5 separate regions of the Mus musculus genome follow, and all the other regions are linked to region 1. The links are chromatin contacts, called in public Hi-C, HiChIP or PLAC-seq and promoter capture Hi-C maps. All regions are on one chromosome and are shown on one strand. Each heading gives the region's core, a stretch centred on a gene start, on an enhancer-like site or on the middle of the called end of the contact. The rest is flanking DNA. Distances are from core to core; before and after follow the strand shown. Region 1 overlaps Iqschfp (Iqcj and Schip1 fusion protein). Region 2 overlaps Iqschfp (Iqcj and Schip1 fusion protein). Region 3 overlaps Ift80 (intraflagellar transport 80). Region 4 overlaps Iqschfp (Iqcj and Schip1 fusion protein). Region 5 overlaps Iqschfp (Iqcj and Schip1 fusion protein).

Region 1 (4,754 bases), core at 826-3,325:
CTTGCTGCCAAGAGTGATGACCTGAGTTCCATCCCCAAGATCCACTAGTAGAAAGAAAGCTGAACCCCAAAGCCTGTGCAGTGCGCTCTCTCTCTCCTCCCTCTTTCCCTCCATCCCTCCCTCCCTGCACACACACACACACACACACACACACAGAGTCCACAACTTTTAAATGCTCTGCAAGTGTCTTGGCTTTTTACAGCTCCCACTTAGCATTGACTGAATACAGTCCCAGTTCCCATGTCTGCAAGAAATCTATGTGTCACAAAGATGAACTCCAAGGTTGTCCATGGAAAGGCAGAACAAATACCTAATGTCTACCATCTACATCAAAGGCTTCATAGTGGCAAACTCACTTGGTGTGTCTAATCTAGTGACAGGCACAAGACATGCTGACGTCTGCTCGGCTGTTCCAGTCACTGCACACAGCCATAGCTTAGCTTCCTCCCAGGGCCTCACTTAGCCACTGAGGCTGCAGCTCATCTGTGGGCGCTCTCCTCCACTGTGGGAAGAGGCAGCAAGGGCTGGACGAGGCCATCCCAGCAGTGGATGCATTGGCCGCTGGGCAGCGAGCGGTGTGACACTTGGTTAGCAGCAACAGTGGCTCTGCTTGCTAAAACCAACCAGCTGGCAAACACCTGCCTGTTTTCCAGAACATTCCTCAGTTCCCAGATTGAGAGATTCTATCTGTCCTTCAGTGCCCTCCAAAGATCATAGCTGTTCATTTCTAACCCCTGCTTTGTGCAGAATTCCTCCTAGCTGGAGAGCTGCCTCATTTCACACGTGCCTTAGAAATTGGCTACAAGCAAAACAAATCAAAGACAGATTCTCTATTTTTTTTCCCCCTTGGGTGTCATCTTCTTGTCTCTGTCTTCCCCCTGCCCCCTACAACTCAAATCCGGGAAAGCAGGGGAAGTCTTGTGCCTCCAAGCACACAGGCCAGAGGAAGGCTGGAGGTAACACATCTTCACCAGCGGCTCAGGTCTGGCTCCCAGTGGCAGCACAAGCTGATACAGTGTAATAAAAACCCACACAGTGAGCCCACAGCACCAGTGTGGGCACACTGTAGCTAGCCCACAGCACCAAACAGCCACTCAGGTGTATCTTCTGGGATACTGGAATACTTTGTATACCATACAGTTTACAAACACAATTGACTGCTCACTTTATCACAGTGTCTTATTTATGTGTTTGCCTGCCTATCTATCAATCTACCTTTATTTATTTAATTACTTATTTTATTTTAAACCGTTTCCCTACAGTCAGGCTGGTGGGGAACTTGCTATATGCAGCCCAGCCGGGCTTCCTACTTGAGCTCCTCCTGCATCTGCCTCTTCAATGCTGGAATAATAGTGGTGGTCTTCATCTACCCAGGCACTATCCACTAAGAGTGTAGGTCTTCATCACATACCTACGCCCTACCTCCAAAAGGATATCCTGCGTCCTGGGAAGAGACCCACTTGGACATGATTAACAGAGATGACCAGATCTGGACCAGGTTTGCATAAAGTTCTTAGAGTAATGGTCAGGAAAGCCCCAGCATGTTTGCTTAGCCTTTTGTTTTTGAGATGGGGAAATCTCACTTTATACCCCAGGCTGGCCCTAAAACTCACCAGTAGTTCAGGCTGGCCTCAAAGTCACAGAAACCCCGCCTTAACCTGTTATGTGTTAGATTCACAGGTAGGAAGCCACCACATGGGAGTCTGTGTGCTGTGTTATTTTTTAAAAAAAATTAATTCATTTATTATATGTAAGTACGCTGTAGCTGTATTCAGACACTCAAGAAGAGGGTGTCAGATCTCCTTACGGATGGTTGTGAGCCATCATGTGGTTGCTGGGATTTGAACTCAGGACCTTCGGAAGAGCAGTCGGTGGTCTTACCTGCTGAACCATCTCACCATCCCCCCGGGTGCTGTGTCTTAAAGTGGATCAGAAGGCTTCTCATTAAACTCATGGTTTATTTGGCTCACAACCACCCTCTTCTGTGAATAGCATAGCTCTGGGGCTGCTTCTGTGAGGGAGGAGGTGGGAAGTGAGTCTTTAGATTTTACAGTCAATGCTTTATTGAAGACACTAGGGGTCAGCAGATTCCCAAAAGTTGTGAGTGAAACCAGGAGCCCTGGCACCTAGGGCGGGGCCCGGTGCTCAGGGCGTTGCTGGAGAGATGCCCACAGCAGCCCGAGTCTAATTACTATTGTAGCCCCTTCCATATACAGGCCCTCCTCTTAGCAGTAACTTTAACTTTCATTTGGGTGCCTGACGTCCTCCTGCAAAGCCTGGGTGCTCTGAGACGATGATCTGATGCTGGAGTTTGTGCTGCAGCCCAAGCTAATTTACATAATACCTCCCACAGCATAGCCCAGGCTGCCAGTTCAAAGAAATATGACCTTATTTGGGCAGTGAGAGCCAAGAGATAAAATGGGATGGAGGTGGGAATGAGGGTAGGGGCGGGGACTGAAGAGGTGGCTCAGCAGGCAACTAAAAACCAGCACTGGTCTTGTAAGGAGGACTATTCAGTTCTCAGTACTCACAAGCACCCATAAAGATTGGGGGAGGGGAAATCTAACAGCTTCTGGACCCCGCAGGACAGGCACCTGCATTCACACATTTGTATACACACATACAAACTTAAATAATTGAAATAAACTAGAAGATTGAATGGGGAGAGGCAAGGAAATTTGCTAAGGACAACTGATTCTTCTGACAGAGTTCCTGGAAGTCCCCCTACCCATCTTTTCTTCCAATTAGATAAGAAACTTACTCTGGAGTCATATGATCCATACTCTGGCAACAACCAGGTGTGGCAATGTGGGATAGCTATAAAATGAAGCTGACTGCAAGAAACACAGCAGGGGCTTTAATAAAAATGATACAGTTCTGAGAAAAATTCTATTAAGTAAAAGAAGAAAACACATTCTAAATCATGTGTGTGTGCAGGTATGAGTGTGTGCAGGGGTGTGTGTGTGTGTGTGTGTGTGTGTGTGTGTGTGTGCATCCCATGCTGGAAATAGAACCCAGAGCTTTGTGGAACGGCTTTCTTCCCTTGAGCTTCAGCCATATACCCAGAAGCGTTTTCTAAAGAACGTCCTAGCTGTTTAAAAGCCAAATCTCTTCTCTGTGAAGCCAGGTTGAATATGGATTTTTTTCATATTTGCATTTAGTGGCAACTTACATAACACACTGAGGGGACAAAGCGTTTCAAGTGGGAAAGCAACTGAGTTGTATGTTCAAAAGCTGCAAGTTTCATGCCAGACCAACCTGTACTGGGGGGACACCAAAACTCTGCAGGATGACTTAAAGGCCATGGACCCAGCTCCTGACTGGGGAGGAGGACGTTATATATACTCAAGGCTTCTCTCCTTTACAGTTGCTGTGCAGAACGTATCATTGCTGGTTCATCTTCCTTCCCATGTGCTCGTCAGTAGACGTGGTTTTTTTTTAAAGTGTTGATCAAAATTATATCCTCTTGTTTTACAAGAGCAGGGAGCTCCTGCCACTGTGCCTGGAAAGCCGAGAGGGTGGAGGACAGGCCTGCACTCCAGTTGTCTTCTGATGCCCATTGCTTATCAGCCCGAAGCAGTGTCAGGCCCTCAGAGCTCAAAGGCCTAGGCATTTCCTTCATGTGCAAAGACGGTTTGCTTTGGAACTCAGCAGAGAATCAGTAAGGGACCAAAGGGATCGATCGCTAACACAGCCAGCTCTCCACAGCACTGAAGATGGCATCTGTGGATCAACTGCAGATAAAAAACCATTTCTAAGAAGGATCGAGGGTAGGTGTGGTGGCCAAGAGCACTGGCTGCTCTTCCAGAGGACAGGGTACGGCTCCCAGTGCCCATACAGTGGCTTTCAGCTCTCCCTCACATCTTTTCTGACCGCCTTCTGCACCATGCCTGAACATAGTGCACAAATACAGTGAAAGCAAAGCACTCACACACATTAAATACATCTTTTTTTAAACAACAACAATGATGACGACATTTAGGCCTTCTAAGAAGGTTCCTGGGGACTCAAGGTGCTTACTGCCAATCCTGATGACCTAAAACCAATCTCCAGGATCCCCTTCATTCCTGCAAACTGTCCTCTGACCTCCACTCACGTGCTATAGCGCACACATGCAGACGTAAATCAATGTCATAACTTTAAAGCTGTGTCTGTGGTGAACATGTACAGATCTTAACCTTGTGATTATTCTCTAAAGAGCTTAGTGTAAAAACTTGCATCATGTTTGTTCCGTATTTGTTATTCTATGCAATCGACCAAGGGCTCATCATTTGGGGAGCTGTAGGTAATGGGCTGCGCATGTACACTACTTGGGAAATGAGCACTTGTGCATCTTGGTAACCATGGGGAGTCTTGGGATAGTCCCCAGAGGATACCAAGGGATGACATATGACTCCAGGGAACAGGCAAAACTGACGCCACCTCTCAACTTTCCTTAGTTTATTCCATTCTAAAGACCTCTTGAAGAGGTAGAGTTCCATCAACTCCGTTCAAATTGTGGCAATGCTCTTGGAGTTGGGTGACGTTCTCTCCATCTGTAAACAGGTGATGGATGAAACCTGTCCTTCAGGTGACTCTCAGGTGTATGTGTAACACAGGTAATGATTTTAGCATTCAAATAGTTGCCAGGACCCTAATCTCAATATTCCTTAGGAGGAAAGCATGCTGTGACCTACAAAACCAGAGAAGCAGTCAGATCTCCATGCGTTCTCACTGTCTGTATTTATTCCCACCTGTGACAAGATTCCCCAGGT
Region 2 (4,754 bases), core at 690-3,189, 400 kb after region 1:
ACATTTTTATTTATACTACCAAGAGGCTATCTTGTAGGTGTTGTAGAATGCCCTCCCTGGTCACCAGAATCACACCCTAGTTGCCTTCTAGATTTTAACAGGTTGAGAAATTGCAAGGCTATGTAAGATAGCAATTAGAATTCCATCCCCTTAGTGCGTGGGTGTAGGTGGTTTAGCTACACATCTTTGACTCATTGTAAAGCCTTTGCTCAGGAAGTTTAAAAGCCAATCAAATTCTCCTGAAAGCAGATTCTTCAACAGCAAAAGGCTTGTAGAGGGAACTGAAGAAACTGAGTTATGGTTTTGGGGTTCCCAGCCACTCTTGAAGCTCACACTGTATATGTGCAACTCTTATGAGAGACACTGCTTTCCAAGAGGAAGTGCCACGATCATATACACCTTGTACGTGCTTCCTACTCAAGCCACAAAGGCTCATTCTCCAGCTCCCAAAGCATTTCTCAACTTGATTCAGCATTCCTCTCTTGGTCGGGAGGACTCTCAGGAATGACTATGAGAAAAGCTAATGACAATAAAAGACGTCAGGGCAGAAATGTGGTAGGTACATCTGGTAGAAATGTGTCATCTGTCCTTTTGCTTCCTCTGCTCCTTCCGTTCTCTTCAGGTGACATGTCTGCTGTCATGGCAGCCGTTGCTAGCTCCTGAGTTTTAGTATATCAGACTTCTAGCTTTATCCCCTTGCTTTTGTTCGTTGATGACTATTCTTTAGGCATGGTATTATATTGTTCAAAGTGTGTTTCAAGTGATGCCACCCACCTCATATCTGAGGGGACAGAAGAAACTATACTTTGTTCTGAATTCTACCCTTATTCCACAGCTGAGTATAACCCACTGCCTGCCTGGTGAGAGATCCCAAGGGTACTGGTTTCTATACATGTCTGGGTTTTCATCAGACATCCTGAAAAGTACCTGATGCTTACTAAATGCTTGATGAGTATCTTTTGGTTATACAAATAAATATATACTATTTGGAATTCATATATATTGATATAATGGAGGAAACAAAATCAATGAAATAGACAGCTGAATGAAAGGATGATGAATGAAACCCCTTTATTTCAGGAAATCACCTATCAGACTCCACTCAGGACCCTTGCTTTGTGAGTCACCTGATCTACATGGTAACTTCTTCCTTAAGATCATCTATTCAGAAGGCTGTACTTTTGTTGGTAAACTTACCTGAGTCTGACGGTTTGTCCAGCTCCGGTGTGTGTGTGTGTGTGTGTGTGTGTGTGTGTGTGTGTGTGTGTGTAAACTCACATATACTCTGGGTCAAGCCCATCATTTGAAATATATGCATCATTCTAGAATGTATGATTCTCACCAATCTTGAAATATATTTGAGTAGAGAGCTTTCCCTTACTCCGTCCTGTGTCTTCACGTTTGGGTGTCTAAAAGACACCAGGGTTGTCTGTAGTCCACCTCCTGAACTCATGCGTTCTTAGCTTTGCTTTAATAACAAAGCTTAACAAAGTGGACAGGGGAACATTATGAATTCAAGTGATATCCAGCTATTAGACAGTCATCTCTTTATCCTGAAACACCTCTGTCTTGTTAGAGCTCAATCTCCAAATTTGTAGTAAAGTGTTTTTGATCTGAAATCTGATCTAACCCAATTCAAATAGTGCAGTGAAATTATGGGAAAGCAATGGATAAAACTCGGCTGGTTGTTCAGATTTATTTTCCTTCAGATATTCAATTTAGTTTAAAAGAATTGAATTCATTTGCCATGTTCTTTTTGGGAAGCATTGTGAGAAGTATAATTTAAAACTGCGCTCTCTTTTGCATGGCCTCTGCAAGAAATAAAAGGGGGCTCACAATACGTGTTTCTCCTATAATGAGGGCTCTGTTCGGTCTGTCTGCCTCTGTGTGAATTGCTCCTTCAGACAGAAAGTTAAAACTGTAATGAGTCAAAATTCTCACAGGGCCTAAACTGCTCCTATGGAGTAAATGAGACATCTTTTCATGCTTAACTCTTTCAGACCCCCAGACACTCTGGAAAAAGTTGCTAATGGTTCAAGAAACCCATTTTTGCTGTCAAAGCTGTCTCATTAGCTAATGGTGAGCGATCTCTCCAGACCTTTTTTTCCCCAAATTAAAATACCTAGTTTAGATTCTAGCAACAGCAGCAGCAGCAGCAACAACAACAACAACAACAACAGCAACAACAACAACACTCACCATATTTCTCTGTCCACTGTTCTCTAACAGGAATTGTAAGAACAACTTCCTAAATAGTAAAAACTCTACTTTTGAAACCTAAATAAGAATCCTCAGCCAAGCCAGCACATGGCTGACCAGCCCAAGGGACCAAACTCTGTGTGTGTCAGGAGAAATGGGTGTGGCTAACAGGAACACATCATGAAAAGGGCACGTTGAGTAGTTGCTTGGCCTACATAGCATATTCACAGTCAATCCCATTTGGAAGAATAGTTACTATGGACATAATTATTTTTCATTAAAAATATTTGAATCAAATTATTCCTTCCAAATTCTAAAACAAAAGTAGCACATTCAAACAAATGAAGTCATTTTGTTGTTGTTGTTGTTGTTGTTTTAAGTTATTCTAACTCAGTAGGGTTTAACATCCCTCCACAAAATTGTATTTAATGTGTCCAGGTCAAACTTACTTTCATCCAGAAAAGTATAATAAGGTAAGATTGTGAAGGCTAAGCTAAGGCTGAGCACAAAGGGTGGGCTGGAGAATTCCAGAGAGGAGGGCCAGGAGGAAGCAAGATTATTAAGGAAAGAAACTCCAAGAAACTGAATATAATTTTGAATTCAGGATAAATACCGAGGACCGGACACACGACAGATTCTTATCAAGTCTCTATTCGTGCATCTCAGGAAATTGATTTGCACATTCTGAGTTCACAGCTATCTGGTTTTGTATAATGTCACCTTCCTGTGCTCTAATGACTAAGATGAATGTCCTCAGCCCTGGCTAGTTGGATTAGTCATTTCCTTATTTTTGTTCTGTACTGGTGTTGGGAGGCTCAGCACAAGGCAGATGTTGTATTCAGAAGAGTGTCAATGATATGTGCCCTCTGACAGACTTCCAGGGAGCAAATTCCAGGGTCCCTTTTCATGGTTTTAGAAGATTTACTCTGTTTTTAGAAGCACTTTTTCAATATATCTGGTGTGTGTATGGAGGGATGTATTTGTGTCTGTGTATTTAAAAATCATCGGATATACACAGCCCAGTCTGGATTGTTATAACACCTTCAGGATAGAACTCAAGAGACTTACTGGTAATACGTAGTTTCTCATTACCTATAAACCAGGCACAAGTCTGATAGATCATCTAGCAGACCAGGGAAATACTTTGTCAATAGCACAAAATGTTCAGTCCATGCTGGGAATATAATGGAGTTGGCCAGCTTAATCTCATTTTAAATATTTTGTGTGCATGGATGTTTGTATATGTATGTGTAAGTATGTGTATGCATATTCGTGTAAGTGAGGATAGTGTACAGGTAACTGTACATGTATGTGAATAACCTTAGATGTCAACCTTCCTCAGCACTGTGCAATTTGCTCTTTTTTGCTGAGACAGATCTCTGGCTAACCTGGGATTTGCTGAGTATGACAAGAGGGAGTCTGCCTGTCAGTAACTCACCAGTGCTGGAATGATGAGACCTCAGGGCTATGCCTAGCTTTCTGTTTTTACATGGGTCCTGGAAATTGAACTCAGGTCTTCAGGCTGGCATGGTGTGATGCAGTTTTATGACAACTTGACACAGCTTGCGTCATCTAAAAAGGAGAATTTTAATTGAGAAAACATCTCCATAAGATCCAGAATACAGCATTTTTAGAATGTATGTATGTATGTATGTATGTATGTATGTATGTATGTATATTGACAGGGTTTCTCTGTATAGCTTTGGCAGTCCTGGAACTCTATAGACCAGGCTGGCCTCAAACTCACAGAGATACACTTGCCCCTTTCTACTGAGTGCTGAGATTAAAGGTGTATGCCATTGCCACCCAGACATATGGCATTTTCTTATTTAGTGATAGATGAGGAAGGTCCCAACTTATTGTGGGTGGGGCCATCTCTGGGCTGGTGCTCCTGGCTTCTATGAGAAAGTAGAGTGAGTAAGCCTTGAGGAGTAAGCCAGTAAGCAGCACCCCTCCATGACATCGGTTCCCACCTCCAGGTCCCTTCCTGCTTGAGTTCCTGTCCTAACTTCCTCTGATGCTGGATTACAATGTAGAAATGTAAGCTGAATAAAGCCTTTCCTCCCTCACTTGCTTTTGGTCATGGTGTTTCCCTGCAGCAATAGAAACACTAAGACACACCACACAGCAAGCACTTTACCAACCCGAACTCTCACTGGCTTCTCCTGTAGCATCTCATTGTCACAAGCAAAGCAAGGGGCCCTTCTGGTGGCACAGTCACCATGTGCTTCCTTCCTTTTAATACCACCGTGAAAAATAGAGATACAGTCTTAGTGGCATCTTACAACCTAACAGTTCTAGTCACAGTGTAGAAATAGATGAGACAAGTTAGTTTCATTTAAATATCTATTTACCATATTTTTTGTTCATCCTGACCCCATGAGACCTGTTTAAAGAGTTTTCCTCTCCCTCTTCCTGAACTTATTAGATGTGGAAGTCAGAATTACTTTGTTCACTGAGATTATTCTAGGTCACCATGAAACCATTTCCACCCACTCTATTCCTACAGGGGAATAATCACTTTATGTGCGTCTAAGTTCCAATAAGAAGATTGT
Region 3 (4,754 bases), core at 655-3,154, 400 kb before region 1:
TTATAAACATGCAGATGTTAAAACATTTAAAACTTTTTAAAAAAAATTATGTGTATGTTTGATTGTATTCCTATGCCTATGATGGGCGTCTGTGAAGCCGAAAGCGGGTGTTGGATCACCTGGCATGTAGTTAGCACATGTAGTCAGACACCCAAGCATGGGTGCTGGGAATGAAACCTGGGTCTTCTGCAAGAACGGTATGTACTCCTAACTACTGAGCTGCCTCTCCAGCCTCTAACTTCAACATTGTTGACATGTCTCAAATCCACTGACATCATTATTTTCTTTAAAACTCAAATTGTTTTGTCTTTGGCTAATGGCTCTTACTTCTTTTGATGTGATTTCAGCGGCTACCTTGCTTTCTGGGAGGTGTTTGCTCCAGTCTAGTCTACTACACCAACATTGCAGTCGGCTGGTTTTCCCAGGAAGACCTGCTTATATAGAGACTGAATTCAGGTGCTCCATGCATTCATTGATGCTGAGCGATCATGACTTCTAGACAGAACGGATTTGGTTTTATAGATAAAAGGAAATCATGAGTTTATACTAAGAAGTCCTATTTCATGTAAGGTTGCAGAGATTTTAGTGTTTTGTTTTTTGTTTTTAAAGATTTACTTATTATTATACCTAGGTACACTGTAGCTGTCTTCAGATGCACCAGAAGAGGGCATCAGATCTCATTACGGATGGTTGTGAGCCACCATGTGGTTGCTGGGATTTGAACTCAGCACCTTTGTAAGAGCAGTCAGTGCTCTTAACCACTGAGCCATCTCTCCAGCCCTGAGATTTTAGTTTTTATTTGCTCTTAAAAGAAAAATTTGATTCTCAAAGTCATTAACCTTCCATATATAAGAAAGTTATTCATATAATGTTATTGAATTCTAATAAATAAGCATGCCAATATATATGTAAACATCCTTCCATTTTTGGATAGAAGATTGTTGTGGGAAATATTAAAAAATGATCCCACCAATTCTCTGCACTCCTGCTTTTCTCAGCCCGCCAACTTCCCAGCAGGACCAGAACAGCAGGCTCCTGCAGCCAGCAACTCTCTCCAGCTAGCTCTGCCTCCCCCCGCCCCCCCAACCCCCATGGTCTGGCTTGCTTGTCCCTGGAGCTGCTAGTTCCCTCTCTGCCATAAACCCCTACAATAGGCGGTCCCACATTCCAATAACCAAGTAAATCAAAACTCTCTCTTTTTTTTTCGAGACAGGGTTTCTCTGTGTAGTCCTGGCTGTCCTGGAACTCACTTTGTAGACCAGGCTGGCCTCAAACTCAGAAGTCCGCCTGCCTCTGCCTCCCGAGTGCTGGGATTAAAGGTGTGTGCCACCATGCCCGGCATAAATCAAAACTCTTTAAGCTTATAATTAACCAAACAGATTTGTGTATGGCCAAATTCTCAATTTACAGATACCAATACAGTAATTTCAGAACAAGTTAATAATGATAAAAGCTTTATCCCAATTATTTTAACCTTATGATATCATAGCTACTTGTGGCTGGTTAAAGCCGTGCTGGTTCATGTCCACCTCCATCTTGGCCTTCCTCTCTATCCCGAGATGCTCTCTGTCTCTGCAACTCTCAGCTCACAGGCCTCCTGCTGCCCTAGAGTACCTGGACAGGGAAAATCCTGCGACAGGAGATAGCATACTAAACATGCTGTTCTGTGTCTTGATTGCCCCTTTATAGTTCTGCGTTTTGTTTTCCAGCTATACAGCATGTGTGGTTTAATCGAACTGTTGGCAGATGTTTAGGCTGTTTCTAGTCTTGCAGTTACTGCGTGCTGCTGTAAGCAGCCTGCACAGGTGGCGTTCTATAGTTTTGCTTACATATCTTTGAGATGGGATTTTGGAACTGAGGATGCAGTAACAAAGAGCATATGTGGATGTACTTTTGCTGATTCGTGCCATGATGATATTTGGGGAACAGATATGTGCCATGCTTGCCAAGCTATCAGGCTGCCTTATGGAATACCATAACCTTTTCTTTTATAATTCTAGAAGCTGCAAAGTCCAAGACCAAGAAGCCAGTAGAGTTAGTGTGCAAACCGGGTACATTCTGTCTCATAGCTGGAACTGTCTTGTTGTGTTCTCACTTGAGAGTGCGAGGGCCTCTTTATTAAAGCATGCATTGATTTCCTGAGGACCCCACAGCAGGAGTTAGGGCTATAAACATTCAACACAGAAATTTGAAGCCGTACTTAGAAGAGTGTGACTCCCTGTCTTTCTTTCATTGAATTGTTGACTAAAGCTTTGCATTATTAGAAAAACAACACCGTCTAGAGGAGGGTCTAAAGGGTGACTGGCCTGTGGGCATCGTTGCGTTCTTTTCCTGATTCTTCACTTGTGGTATGCCGGCTGCATTATGCACCTTGATCTCACCCAGAGCGGAAAGAGCTTGAGCCATCCACCCTCTTTCTTGATTTATTATAGTTTGTCCATTGACTTAAAAACTATTGACCAATGTGGCCAAATGCTAGAATCCTTGCAAACTTGTCTGCTCTAAACATTTGTAAGATTTTTTTCCACAATGGCATTTTATTCAGCTGTAAAGAAAATGAAATTATGAACTGTCCAGGAAAGTGAGTGGGGCTAGAAAGGCTCAGTGAAGTTAGTGCTGATGTCAGTCCTGCCCAGAGAGATTCTTTTTCAATGGTTAGAGGGACTGCACAGATTCAGAACTAATGAGTGTAGGCAGGAAGTTAGCTCCCAGAGGGACTGACCAACAGGATACCAAAGAGAGAAAAACAAGCATGGACAAGTCAGCTCAAGTCCTTGAAAACAGGGTGGAAGATAATGGTGGTGATAGACTGGCTGCCGGGACTCAGCGCAGGAACCCAATAACTAGATGTAAAAGACAGCAGGTGCTAGTTGCTTCATGCAAGCTATGTCAGATTAAAACAATTTCAAGCCCCCTTCTGTAGGAGATCACGCATAGAGCAGGATTCCTCTTCCTCAGGAAGTGTTTTGAATTTCCCCTTTCCAGTTGCGCATCTGAGTGGGGGTAGGCTATAGGGGGACAGGGTTTCTCTGTGTAGTCCTGCCTGTCCCGGAACTCACTCTGTAGACCAGGCTGACCTCTAACACCGAGATCTGTCTGTCTCTTACCCATAGGCTGGGGATAAAGGCATGCACCACCACGCCCAGCTCCAGTTGCTTCTTAACCTTCTTCACTACCTGTTCTCACATAGGGAAGTGCTTTCCCGCCTCTGTGCACTTTTTTCTTTCCTATACAGTCTTTACATTCCTTTTATGAAACCAATATCTCCTCTACTTTTGAGTTTTAAGGCAATCATCTTTGTTTAGAACTTAAAATTTGAAGTAAAATCTAACGAAAAAAGAGCTATTCTTACTCTCTTGGACAGAAATCATATGGTCTCCTTCCAGCTTGTATATGTCACCCTCTCTGGCTGCATCTTGGTGCTGGAGCATTTTTAACTTCATCCCATTCCTGCATCGCTTGGCTTGGCATGAAGATGAGAAATCCTTATAGGTCTTTTCTATTTATTTCTAAGAGTTTTTTTTTTTTTCTTTTGGTATCTGGACCTTCTCAGTTGATTTTTATGCCAAAGTATATCAGTTTATGCCTAGATGATTTCTTTTTTATATATTTACCTAATTAAGAGCACATTGAATTTTTCCTGCATATTAACATCGTGTTAGCTTATTTTTTTTTAATTTAGATTTCTTTTTAAAAACGTTGTTTTTCTTCTTAGGTTCGCAACGTTCTCAATGATGCCGTGGATCTCCTGGAGTTCCGGGACAGAGTCATTAAAGCATCCTTAAACCACGCACACTTGGTGGTCTCCACGTCCCTGCAGTGCTACGTGTTCTCGTAAGCACCTTTACATTTCCTGAAAATCCAGAGGTTTTGTTAGTGATGAGAGATTTATTTTCAAGTTTTCATATCAACACAGTTTGTTTTAACATTAACTTTCTCAAAACCATACTGATTAACACCATGTTTCAAATCAGGAAATGAAGACCCCCCCCCCCCAAATATGTGCAAGAAAATAGAGGTAATGAAGTTTGTGTGTTAAGCTCACTTTTAAAACTGGACATATCTTGTGTGCTGTGGTTTCCTTACATAGGAGGGAAGACTTTGGTAGAGTCGTAAGTCAAAGTCCAGGGCTTAGCATAGCTGAAGAGCCAGCAGATGACTGTAACATAGGACGGCTGGCAGGCTGGAAGAATTCAGTAAGGACATGGAATAATAGTAACCGTAAATGCACTATGACCTGGAGCTGTCCAGAAACAGTGAAAAATACATTCAGTGTCCTCCTGAATGATAATTAATATACCAAGAACTTGCCCGGAAACCTAAAACACACTTGGTATTGCTGTGCTCATAAGCAGTGCACAAGCAGCTTTCTGGAAGCAGTGGCCTGATTTACAGTTTGTAATTATAATGATGTCAAGATTCCTACAGTGACCGATGTTAGGTCATCAGTGTAATTTTGCTGAATGAGGGGAGGAGATGCCGGGTGGCAGTCAGTGTACTATATTACAGCTACCTGCTGCGATGGATGTGAATAACTGCAATGTGTGTAATGAGCTGCAGGGAGGACTCCCGAGGAGTTCTTGCCTTTCTTTTGAACATAATTGCCGAGAGTAGTAAGTTTATATAATTTCATTTTTAGGCAGTGGCCATATTTAATAGTCAACTTCCAAAATCCTTATTTTTAGTATTACAAGCAAGCTTTTACATCCTACCATCTAAACTATCCAAAAAACTCAAAAAACCACTCATACCAT
Region 4 (4,754 bases), core at 866-3,365, 350 kb after region 1:
TGTACTCAAATGTGAATGGGTATGTGCAAAGTTCCAGCCTGAGTTGTTGGTTAATTAACCAGTGACAATTTGCAGGGTTACACTGGATGCTTCGTAGTGGATCTAGCCCCTTTCAGGACACCTTCATTTCCCTACTGATATTTTCAGCTGCTATCAGATCCCATCAGTTAATGTCGATGCTTAGGGCTTCCTTATCACGAAAATCCTGGTCTTTTGCTACTTGGCCTACATGGTTGTATCTCCTGCTGGTGATACCATTCAGTGAGCTTGGCTAGGAAGTTAAGTTCAGTCTCATACAAGCCATATACCCATATGTCTTTTCAATGTCTGCAAAGATTTTGACCTTGGTGGGGGATAGAATCACCCCTGCTTAGTGTGAGGTACATCGTGCATGGTCTAAGGAGATGACATTCCACCCCCACCCCAGTAGCATTTATGTAGTACAACTGTACACCTCACAATCTTATTACCATGCACAAAGTACTCAACAAAATCAAAACCACATTTACATGCATTATGTCTGAAAGAATGTCCCTTCCTTGTGAATGAACCTTGAATTGTAAAGAGCCTAAGGCAGAGGACCCTTCGCCTGCCTCTCTTGGTTCATATTTAATCAACTTGAAGGCAATAGAAGTCCAAAGGGGCATGCTAAAGCAAGAGGACACAAAAGAGCACCTGAAGTTAGGAAAATGACAGCTCTGAAGTTTTGCGTGGGAGTTAACCCTAGTTCCTTTAGATGTGGGGAAAACACCAGGGATTTGTTTTGAATTGCCTGTTGCTTTGACATGCTCTCATAGCTGAATACACAAAGAGAATTTGATAAGAATAGTTTATAAAGGCCATTCCCCTCAAGTGTTTTGTGAAACATTGCAGTCAATGAGAGTAAAGTACATGTTCTGTGGAATATCTCATTTAGCCTACACAGAAACCTTGTTCTTCTCGTTGCTTTTGTTGAGACCGTATTTCCCTAGATTACTCTTGCTGGCTTAACCTCACAGCAGCCCAAGCTGGCCTCAAATTTAGGATGCTTTTGCCTTAGCCAGAGAGCTAGGGTTAGGCAGGTACCGTCATGCCTGGCTACAACCTTGCTCATGAGTGCAACTTTTATTTACATAAGGAAAACTCCGAAGCCCTGAGGAGAGATGTGATCGATCAAGTCTCTGATTACCAATAAGATATATTAATTCCAAATATGCTGCTCTACAGCATAAAGTATTCTCTGCTCTGCCTCATCAATGTGTAAGGTGGCTGTGGTCAGGTCTCTCCAGCCACAGCTACAGAGTAAGTGGTACTAGGCAGCCAAGGCCCATGGAATCTATGAGCACAACCTACTCCATTCTCATCTCACAGCTTGGTAACAGTAGGGTGGGAGCAGTGTCACCTATAATTACGAGTAGCCAGAGAATGACACACAGATTTGTTTGTTTTATCCAAGTTTTATTTTATTTTTATCTATTGTATGAATACGTGTGTGTGGAAAACAGAAGAGGGCATTTGAATGTCTGTACCTGAGTTTACAAGCAGTGGTAAGTTGTTGAATGTGGGTGCTAGGAACTGAACTTGGGTCCTCTACTAGAGCAGCAAGTGTTTTTAATTGCTCATCCATCTGTCTACCCTCTACACTGTTGTTTGACTGCCCCAAAGACATTCCTAATCAACTATTCTACCTGCTTCTCACTCCTCCACAAACAGACTAGAAACTGAGTTCCCTGCCCTTATCCTTCCCCTTGAGAATAAGGATGCCATCTTAGACAACGATCTGTGAGGACAACCTTCAGGAGAGACTTGGAAAAGGCCATTCTCTTGCTGTGAAAAGAAGACAGGCACAGGGAAACCTCATGCTCTCTGTTCTTGGAGCTTTCTGTGTGAGGCTAGGCTTGCTGGAGTCTCGGTAGCCATCGTGATGTCCTGAGAGGAAGTACTATTGGAGATACACTTACCTAAGATGGGATGTCAGGAAAGTCGTGAAGATGCATAACCAATTAAAGCCTGACTGTTTATCAAGCACTAGATCTTTAAGGTTTAAGCCACAGTCTGTTAGATTTCTTGTTACCTGCTGCCTTATCTAGCCCAACTGGTATGGAGCAGGAAACAGCTGACAGAATCGCTGCTTTCTTAGTGTTGCCCTGTGACTCACATGTATGTATTTTTGTCATTCACAACAGTCTAGGATGAAGCTGCTGTTATCTTTTCATTTCACAGATGGGAAAAAACAGAGACAAAGATTAAATTAACTTTCCTCACACACAGCTAGTAAGTGATGGCATAGAATTGAACCCAGGCCATGTGGCACCAAAAGGGCAGCTCTTAACCACTGTACAGAAGCCATGTTCTCTGCTCTCTGTGTGTTTCCAAACATTTGAGAATAATGAACATAGATGTTCTTTGATTTTGATCTGGGCTTTCATCCACACAGGAAGCAGGCCCCAGCTTTATGCCTGAAGCAGCTCCCCCTGCCCCCTTACAGAACACTCAGATAGACTCGAACATGAGTCCACCAATTCCTACCTTCATTTTAAATGTGGTCAACAAAGTTCCAAATCTGGGTGGGCCAAGAAAGTCTTTCCTGACTATAGAAAAATGAGTTTAAAGATGCTTTCCATGAAAGGCATTTTTTTTCACCCTTACAAATGTGAGAAATGTGAAGTCTAATTACTTAGTTTTACTAGATATGCTTTTTCAGCTTCTGCTACACTTAGTGCAACACAAACTGTGCTTATCCTGCATATACAACACGCCTCATTAATTTCTTTTCCCTCCAAGCTCACCGAAGGAAAATGGGAACAGGATGGTGGGGGAGGGCAAATTCATCTCATGTTAGTGTCTCTATGGGTGGCTTCTGCTCAAATCTAACTCTTTCTGCACTTCCAAGGGTTACCAGCTAGCTGATGTGGTCAGAACTTATAGAAACTCTTATGAGAATCTTTACTTTTCCTGAATAATCCATCAAAGAGTCCTTGCTGAGGTCTGCAAAGAAGAGATACCACACAGATCCATGGTATGGCTGCCCCTCTCCATTCCACTAGAACTGTAAGCATTCTCCAGTCCTTTCAGAGGCCCCATAGACACAGTGGAGTAACGACACCCTCACAATGCTGTCTTCCTCCCAGGTATGCAGAGCAATACACAATGCATTGTTTCACACCCAGTGAATCTTAGGTCCCCTAAGTATCTCCCATCTCCAATGGAAGATTCTCCAAACCTCTTTTTTTTTTTTTTTGAAAAAGAAAAGATATGATGTATACATTTTATTACTCCATACCCTTTACATTAGCTGCTTATATGCACATAAAATCATGCTATAATTAAATAAAAAAGAGAAAATTTATATTCCTATGATGTTGGTGTCATTTATATGTAGAGAAAACTTAAGGAAGGGCTTAGTTGGTTCTATGGCAATAAAAATCAGACATTTTCAATACATGTCCTTGTATTCTTTATTGAGCCGACCTGAGCATCTAGCTCACTGTGTACTGCAGCCACAGCACCATTCTTACTAAAACTCATTGGTCATCACAAAATGCTTAGCCTCCATTTAAACATGGCCACTAGTTCTTTAGTTCTCTTCATGTGACAAAGTAGAAGTTGATGGCCTTCCCTCAGGGTGTGGACTCTAGGTGAGCAGAGCAAGGTAGAAGGAATTGGGGTGTAATTTCTAATGCCAGGTCATTAAAGGACTTTCGACACGCCCCACTCCTGCATTGCCCACTTTAGGGAAAGCTAACTGCCATACGCGGAAGGTACAAGCAGCACCGCGGAGAGCTCCCCAAGGGGGCGCTCATAGGCTTCCTGCCAAGAGCCAGCACCAACTTGCCAAGTGTTTCGTGACCCATGATGAAGGTAAATTCCCTCCAGATTCTAACAAACCATCAGCCTCAGTCAACCTCACACAGACCTTTAGCCAGAACCACCCAGCTAGGAGACCCACAATAATGGTGTGGACTTGTGAATGTTTGAAGCTCCTACATTTTAGAATCCACTGTTGTGCCAAATAGACAATTAACATCATGTCAGGGTAGAGAGATAAGTGGCCTGCAACATAATGGCGACAGAGTTCTCATGATGGCACATCTGCAGTCAGCTGTAATGCCTGAAAATAGTGACATCTTGTGAAACATTTCCTATATTTTCTAATGTTACCTTTGCATTTACTTTTGTGGCCAATTTTGTGTTTCCTTTTGGTTTTTGCTATACCTGTTGTTATCATTTGCTTCTCTCCCTTTCCTCAACCCCCACCATGTTTTCTCCCCCCCCATCCTTCTCTTCATCTTCCTTCTTTTACCCCTGTGAATAATTTTTGTCCTCAAGCATGAAAGCAAGCAAGCAAACCAACAAACAAAAACTCAAAAAAGTCTCTATCCAGTCTATTTTTCTGTTTCCCTCCTCGATCCCTGTTCCCCTCCTACCTCATTGGCCTCTATATTGAAGGCACATTAGTTTTGATCACCACCTGTCCTATCCTTATGGCTTCTCCCAGAGCCCCACCCCATCCCTATCTTTGGCTATGAGTGACTGCCAGTGCTCACAGGTAACCCTCTGTGCCTTTTCTACTTCACCATTGGTGGATCTTCTCTATCTATGGCACTGTCTGTTTTCCTTCCTAGATAAGACATACTACTTCTCTCTTTAAAAGAAACTCCTCTTCATAGAAAGTCATTTACCATGGGCTTTGAATTGGCAATGAAAATCCAGGCCCTAAAGTAGATTTCCTTCCTTGGAGCTTTTATCTTTAGCCCCACTCACAATTGCAGCAC
Region 5 (4,754 bases), core at 970-3,469, 290 kb after region 1:
TGTTAGCCCCTGACCATCAGCATCTGTAATGGAAACAGGCTAGTTGTCAGGCTGAGTCTGAGCACTATTTGGAGAGCGCCGGAGTTCCTGTCGCCCTTCAATCAAGCCATTTCAGATGGTCTCCATAGCATCCACTTATTCCGGGCACACAGTGGCAGCTGGGCTGGAAGGAGCCACTGTGAGGGCTGAACATCTGGTCTAGCCCTAGTTCTGCCCTTCAGTGAGCTGGTCCAGAAAAGACTCAGTTTAAACCTCAGCCTGCTTCTCTGTTTAGAATAATGAAAGGGAGGTAGAAGGAAAGGAATGTGAGTCTTCCTTGTGAAATGTCAACAATGTGGTCATGCATCTGTAATGCAAATAGATTCCTGAGCCAAGCTCATCATTTCTAAAGAAAAACAATGAAACATTTGAACCATGCAGGGAGTGTTGTGTAATAAGCCTACATGCAGTACCACAGCTAGAGAACAAAGCAAAGCACAACAGGCACTGTCTGTGTCCCTCCACTAAGTCCCTTCCCCATACACTAGTAATGGGGAATCTAGCATGTATCCATTCTGGGCACATATTTTACATGTGTAAAATTATGTAAGTATGTACATATATTACTTCTAAATAACAAAAGCAGAATATACTATCATGGCATACTCTGAATTTAAACTAATCGTATCTTGCTATACTATTTTGACACGTCTGTGTCTAGTGATGCACTATGGGGACACATCCTTACCCATGTAGGTATATTTGAAACTCTGTCTTTTCTGAAAAATTACTCTTATGGTGATATAATAATGCATAACCCTCTTAGTAAAGTCCAGATGCTCACACTTTCGCTGAGACTAGGTACTGTCAGAATTTGAAATTGGTGGCAAATTGGTGATATGAGATGTTCTCTCCACATGGCTAAACCTACATTTTCCTAAATAGTGATGCTGGCCTTTTAACATGTTCAGTGGCCATTCAAGTGTCCTTTCCTGGTGCATTCCTAGCCCCTTGCATTTATCCTTTCTTTCTCGCTTTCTTCTCCATCTTTGTTCTAAAATTACTATTGATTTAAAAAACAAAAACAAAAAACCTTTTCTCCATTCTGGATCCCCATCTGTTATTGTGCCTTTACTTTTCCAATGGTGATTTTGATGGATTTGAATTGAAATTTTAACATGGCCACACACCAGTTTTTGTTTTTATAGTCCGTGCTTTTGGTCTTATCTGTGCTTAAGACATTCTTCTCTAGTCTCAGTTCACAAATATATCCAATTACACTTTCTTAATGAAAGACTTAAAGTTTCGTCTCTTATGCTTTGGGTTTTCATTCATCTAAAATTGGTCTTGTGTATGTCACAAGCCATGGGCCACCATTTTGTTTTCCTTATAGTTAAGAGTCTCAATAGAATTTATCATTACTATTATTTATTATTATTATCATCATCTGTTGGTTTTTTTTTTGAGATAGGGTTTATATGTGTAATGCTGGCTGTCCTAGAACTTTCTCTGTAGAGCAAGCTAGCCTTGAACTTACAGGGATCCACCTGCCTCTGCCTTCTGCTTGCTGGAATTAAAGGCATTCACCACACTGCTTGGCTCCATATAATTTAATAAAATAATTATTTTTCTTATGGTCTCTAAAGAAGGTTTATTTATGTACATATAAATGCCATCCTTATGCACATACATGTCCATATGGTCTGTTTATCTATCTTTGTGTGGAAATTATACTGTTAAAATTACCATGGCTTAATAAGAAGTCTTGACTTAAAATATCAACAAATTTGGCAACTCTCTCAAGCTTGCTCTCCTTCATAATTGTCTTGGCAGTGTGCTATCTATTGTTTACACGTCATCTTGACAAATAATTTGGAAAATTCTATGAAATTTCTGTCAGGTTGCACTGAATTAATACATTAACTTGGAAAGGCAGAGAAGATGTGTTGTAGATCAATTATATAGCAATTCAAATGCTTACCTCATGCCAGAGCCTGCCCTGAAATCTCTTAGGAAGCATCTTGGTCTGGGCCTGGCTTATTAAACCTCCTCGTTTCTAGATCCCACCTGGCTCTGTTCCCACACCAGGTGCCCCTTCCCTATGAGCAAATGTTCCACACTTCCTCTGTTTTTGTGACTTTTGCAGATTCTCCTCCTTCTGCTTGAAGAACTCTTGGCTCTCATCTCACTAACTCCCACTGTTTATACATTTTCCCTTCCCGAGAATTCCCTGTGTCTTGTTCAGGAGGGTGATGTGCAGTAGGCATCCCTATTCACTAGGGTAAGATGCAGTAGGCATCCTAACTGGTCCCCAGGCCCCCACTGCCATAAACCTCCTGTGGTACGGTAATTTTCTCTGTTTCCTATGGCTCTGAGACCAGTGAGGACAGGCTGTGTTGCTTCTGGAAGTCTCTCCTGCACTGAAGACTCCTTAACTCTGGGCACCTGGTTGGTGCTCAATAAACACGGTTTTGTACATTGGTTATCTACCAGAAAGAAGTACATGTGAAAGATAGACTTTTTCTTGGGGAGGGGTTAAGAGTGTACAAAAAGTAGTACTTGAAGCATGGAGAACATAGAGTCTGGTGGGTTAGTAGACTTGTATGTATTAGTCATCCTAGAGTAGAGAAATTCATTAGAACTAACAGATTAGGGCTGGCAAGATGGCTCAGTGGGCTAAAGAACTTCCTGGGATGTCTGATGACTTGAGTTTGACCTTCAAGTCCGAGGACCCAGATTGGGGCAGGAAGAAATTATTGTACAGTTTGTCTTTTGACCTTCTCATATGTGTGTACCCACATAATAAATAAATGTAATTATAAAGAAAAATTAATGGATTAAGGATAAATATACAAAAAGTTATTGTATTATGATCATCTTTACTCTTGAGCATACGTAGGTTTTAGGATTGCTTCTGCTATTTAAGTTGTTTGGGATGTAAATATATTTTTAAATCTCACTGATTCTTTAGTAATTATTAGGATATTTCAAAATTATAAAAATGACTAATTCCATGGCAGGTAAGAGTTGGTTTTATTCAGATATAAGATATTCTGGGATAAACATTGTAACAGTTTCTAGTTCACTCAGTATGGCATCTACATTGTTTCTCTCGGCTACACCTAATTTGTCTGCACAAGGTTTCAACACAATGGATATGACGGTTTCTTATTTCTCGTTGCTTGAATTTGGGCCCCAGTTGCCCCTCCATCACAGTCTCTTGCTATTTATTTTTCCTAACTTTTTTGGTTGCCCTATCCCTCAGACCTAACCTGAGTAGCATTCTTTCTGGAATGGTCTCTGAAGAACAACTAGAGGCAGAAGAATGAACAACCAGCTCTGGCTCGCACAGGGGGCATCCTCATGTCAGCAGACCATCCTTTGTTCCACATCTTCATATCACGCTCATCTCTTTTACATTTCTATCTCCATCCAGATGAGTTCCCCAAAGGCAAGAGCCTGAGCAATTCTGTTTTCATCTCTGAAGCCGGGCATAAAAGGGGCTATGATTTGCTGGTCAGTCTCACCTTTAGCAACTTTATTTATCTATTTTCATCAAGCATGTTACTGACTCAGCTTTGTCCCCAGTCCTTTATAAAAAGTTCACTGGAGAAATTAAACATGTAATTTCTTGGACAGCCTATGTAAGTTACTGGTTTTATTTGATAAGTCTATAATTCAATTTGTGAAGAATGTGATAAAATTATTAAAAAACTGAATAATTTTGTTCTAAAGTAAATTTTTAGTGGGAAAAAGTTGTTAACAACTCACAACTTGTTAATAGATAGAGGGTCAACAACATTTTGATTCTTTTTAACGAGATGAAAAGGAGTCAAAGTTCTACTATAATAACACCTAAGTTAATTATGTAAAAAAGTTCTAGTATTGTTTGGAAGCTTTAATATTATTTCCATGCTAGGTTCTTTTATGAAAGAATCAAAGGCAGAGAAACATGCAAGGGGCAGACGGAGGGATACCTGACAAAAGAATGAGACTCTATGATTCTACTGAATAGTACAAATTGCTTATTTGATTAGCTCAGTTGGTTTGGCATTATAAAATCATTTGAATGTCAATTTAATAAACACCTTTAAATCCCTATTTAATTATTTATTTAGTATGTGTGTGTGTATATATATATATATATATATGCCATGCAAGCATGCGTGTGTGTGTGCACATGCACACACACACACACACACACACACACACACACACACACACACACACACGCCAAGGTGCATATGTGTAGCTCAGAGAAGAATTTTCAAGGAGTCAGTTCTCTCCTTCCATATTCTTGGTTCCAGAGATTGAACTCAAGTAGTTAGCCTTAGCAACCTGTGCCATTACCTACTTATCTATCTTGTTGTCCTGAATGTCTAGTCGGATATGGATTCCTAATGGTGACTTAATGTCTTCAAAGAGATCAAAATAAGTTACAATTGTGAAAAGAGAAGTTATGTTGTGTATGCAGAAGGAAGCAGCATAATAAAAGGCTGTAGAAAACGTTCACTTCTTTTGGAGTGGGTCATAGTCTTTTCAAAGGTGGAAGGATAGATGTGACCCATTGTGCATCACAATGGTCTTAGGCACTGAATAACCCTGTGAAAGTCTTCCAGGTTGGTTGGGTCTGTCTGTCTGTCTGTCTGTCTGACCCAGAAAAATATCAAATCAAATAAAAACTCCTAGACTGCTTTGAAGAGAAGCTACTTAATGTATGGTATAATTCATTAAGGTCTGAGTTTAATCTTTGGAAATGCAAACAGAGTTCTGCC

The links. Promoter capture Hi-C pulls out the DNA fragments that hold promoters and counts their contacts. Hi-C and Micro-C count contacts between places; a contact is called where the count stands out from the background. HiChIP or PLAC-seq counts read pairs in DNA pulled down with a chosen protein or histone mark.
Region 2: a contact with region 1 is called in an H3K4me3 HiChIP or PLAC-seq map of embryonic basal ganglia, with 4 times the contacts expected there. The contact joins two enhancer-like sites. A contact is called at or near these places in 3 of 39 promoter capture datasets (the HPC-7 cell line, cranial neural crest and liver), 1 of 15 datasets of contacts at CTCF or cohesin (large pre-B cells), 3 of 484 Hi-C or Micro-C datasets (embryonic stem cells and trophoblast stem cells) and 3 of 115 datasets of contacts at active chromatin or transcription factors (embryonic basal ganglia, embryonic forebrain and forebrain).
Region 3: a promoter capture Hi-C map of hippocampal neurons shows a contact between it and region 1, with 2.4 times the contacts expected there. The contact joins two enhancer-like sites. A contact is called at or near these places in 1 of 39 promoter capture datasets (hippocampal neurons) and 5 of 484 Hi-C or Micro-C datasets (cerebellar granule neurons, cerebellum, nephron progenitors and 1 more).
Region 4: a Hi-C map of the N1E-115 cell line shows a contact between it and region 1, with 3 times the contacts expected there. The contact joins two enhancer-like sites. A contact is called at or near these places in 1 of 39 promoter capture datasets (cranial neural crest), 8 of 484 Hi-C or Micro-C datasets (the C2C12 cell line, the HL-1 cell line, the N1E-115 cell line and 5 more) and 2 of 115 datasets of contacts at active chromatin or transcription factors (embryonic stem cells and forebrain).
Region 5: a promoter capture Hi-C map of hippocampal neurons shows a contact between it and region 1, with 2.4 times the contacts expected there. The contact joins two enhancer-like sites. A contact is called at or near these places in 5 of 39 promoter capture datasets (the 3T3-L1 cell line, embryonic stem cells, hippocampal neurons and 2 more), 6 of 484 Hi-C or Micro-C datasets (the Patski cell line, adipose-derived mesenchymal stem cells, cerebral cortex and 3 more) and 4 of 115 datasets of contacts at active chromatin or transcription factors (embryonic stem cells, neural progenitor cells and stem cell-derived neural progenitor cells).

What each region holds. Positions count from the first base shown.
Region 1 is chr3:68,540,697-68,545,450 of GRCm38.p6, reverse strand. The region is part of intron 5 of Iqschfp (Iqcj and Schip1 fusion protein); the gene reads right to left. All of the region lies in intron 2 of Schip1 (schwannomin interacting protein 1), which reads right to left. Among named protein-coding and RNA genes, the nearest start is that of Gm22073, 4.6 kb to the left of the region's middle. Within about 2 kb of position 2,075, at least 114 of the 459 cell types and tissues checked have an H3K27ac peak or open chromatin away from gene starts, as enhancers often do. A contact at or near this core is called in the N1E-115 cell line, embryonic basal ganglia and hippocampal neurons, where this site is marked.
Region 2 is chr3:68,136,601-68,141,354 of GRCm38.p6, reverse strand. The region is part of intron 4 of Iqschfp (Iqcj and Schip1 fusion protein); the gene reads right to left. The region is part of intron 1 of Schip1 (schwannomin interacting protein 1); the gene reads right to left. Among named protein-coding and RNA genes, the nearest start is that of Schip1, 74 kb to the right of the region's middle. Within about 2 kb of position 1,939, at least 14 of the 459 cell types and tissues checked have an H3K27ac peak or open chromatin away from gene starts, as enhancers often do. A contact at or near this core is called in embryonic basal ganglia, where this site is marked.
Region 3 is chr3:68,939,166-68,943,919 of GRCm38.p6, reverse strand. Ift80 (intraflagellar transport 80) reads left to right here. Exons shown (of 20, transcript NM_026641.2): 10 at 3,716-3,834. Among named protein-coding and RNA genes, the nearest start is that of Ift80, 63 kb to the left of the region's middle. Within about 2 kb of position 1,904, at least 7 of the 459 cell types and tissues checked have an H3K27ac peak or open chromatin away from gene starts, as enhancers often do. A contact at or near this core is called in hippocampal neurons, where this site is marked.
Region 4 is chr3:68,186,667-68,191,420 of GRCm38.p6, reverse strand. All of the region lies in intron 4 of Iqschfp (Iqcj and Schip1 fusion protein), which reads right to left. The region is part of intron 1 of Schip1 (schwannomin interacting protein 1); the gene reads right to left. Among named protein-coding and RNA genes, the nearest start is that of Schip1, 120 kb to the right of the region's middle. Within about 2 kb of position 2,115, at least 2 of the 459 cell types and tissues checked have an H3K27ac peak or open chromatin away from gene starts, as enhancers often do. A contact at or near this core is called in the N1E-115 cell line, where this site is marked.
Region 5 is chr3:68,248,121-68,252,874 of GRCm38.p6, reverse strand. All of the region lies in intron 4 of Iqschfp (Iqcj and Schip1 fusion protein), which reads right to left. All of the region lies in intron 1 of Schip1 (schwannomin interacting protein 1), which reads right to left. Among named protein-coding and RNA genes, the nearest start is that of Schip1, 190 kb to the right of the region's middle. Within about 2 kb of position 2,219, at least 4 of the 459 cell types and tissues checked have an H3K27ac peak or open chromatin away from gene starts, as enhancers often do. A contact at or near this core is called in hippocampal neurons, where this site is marked.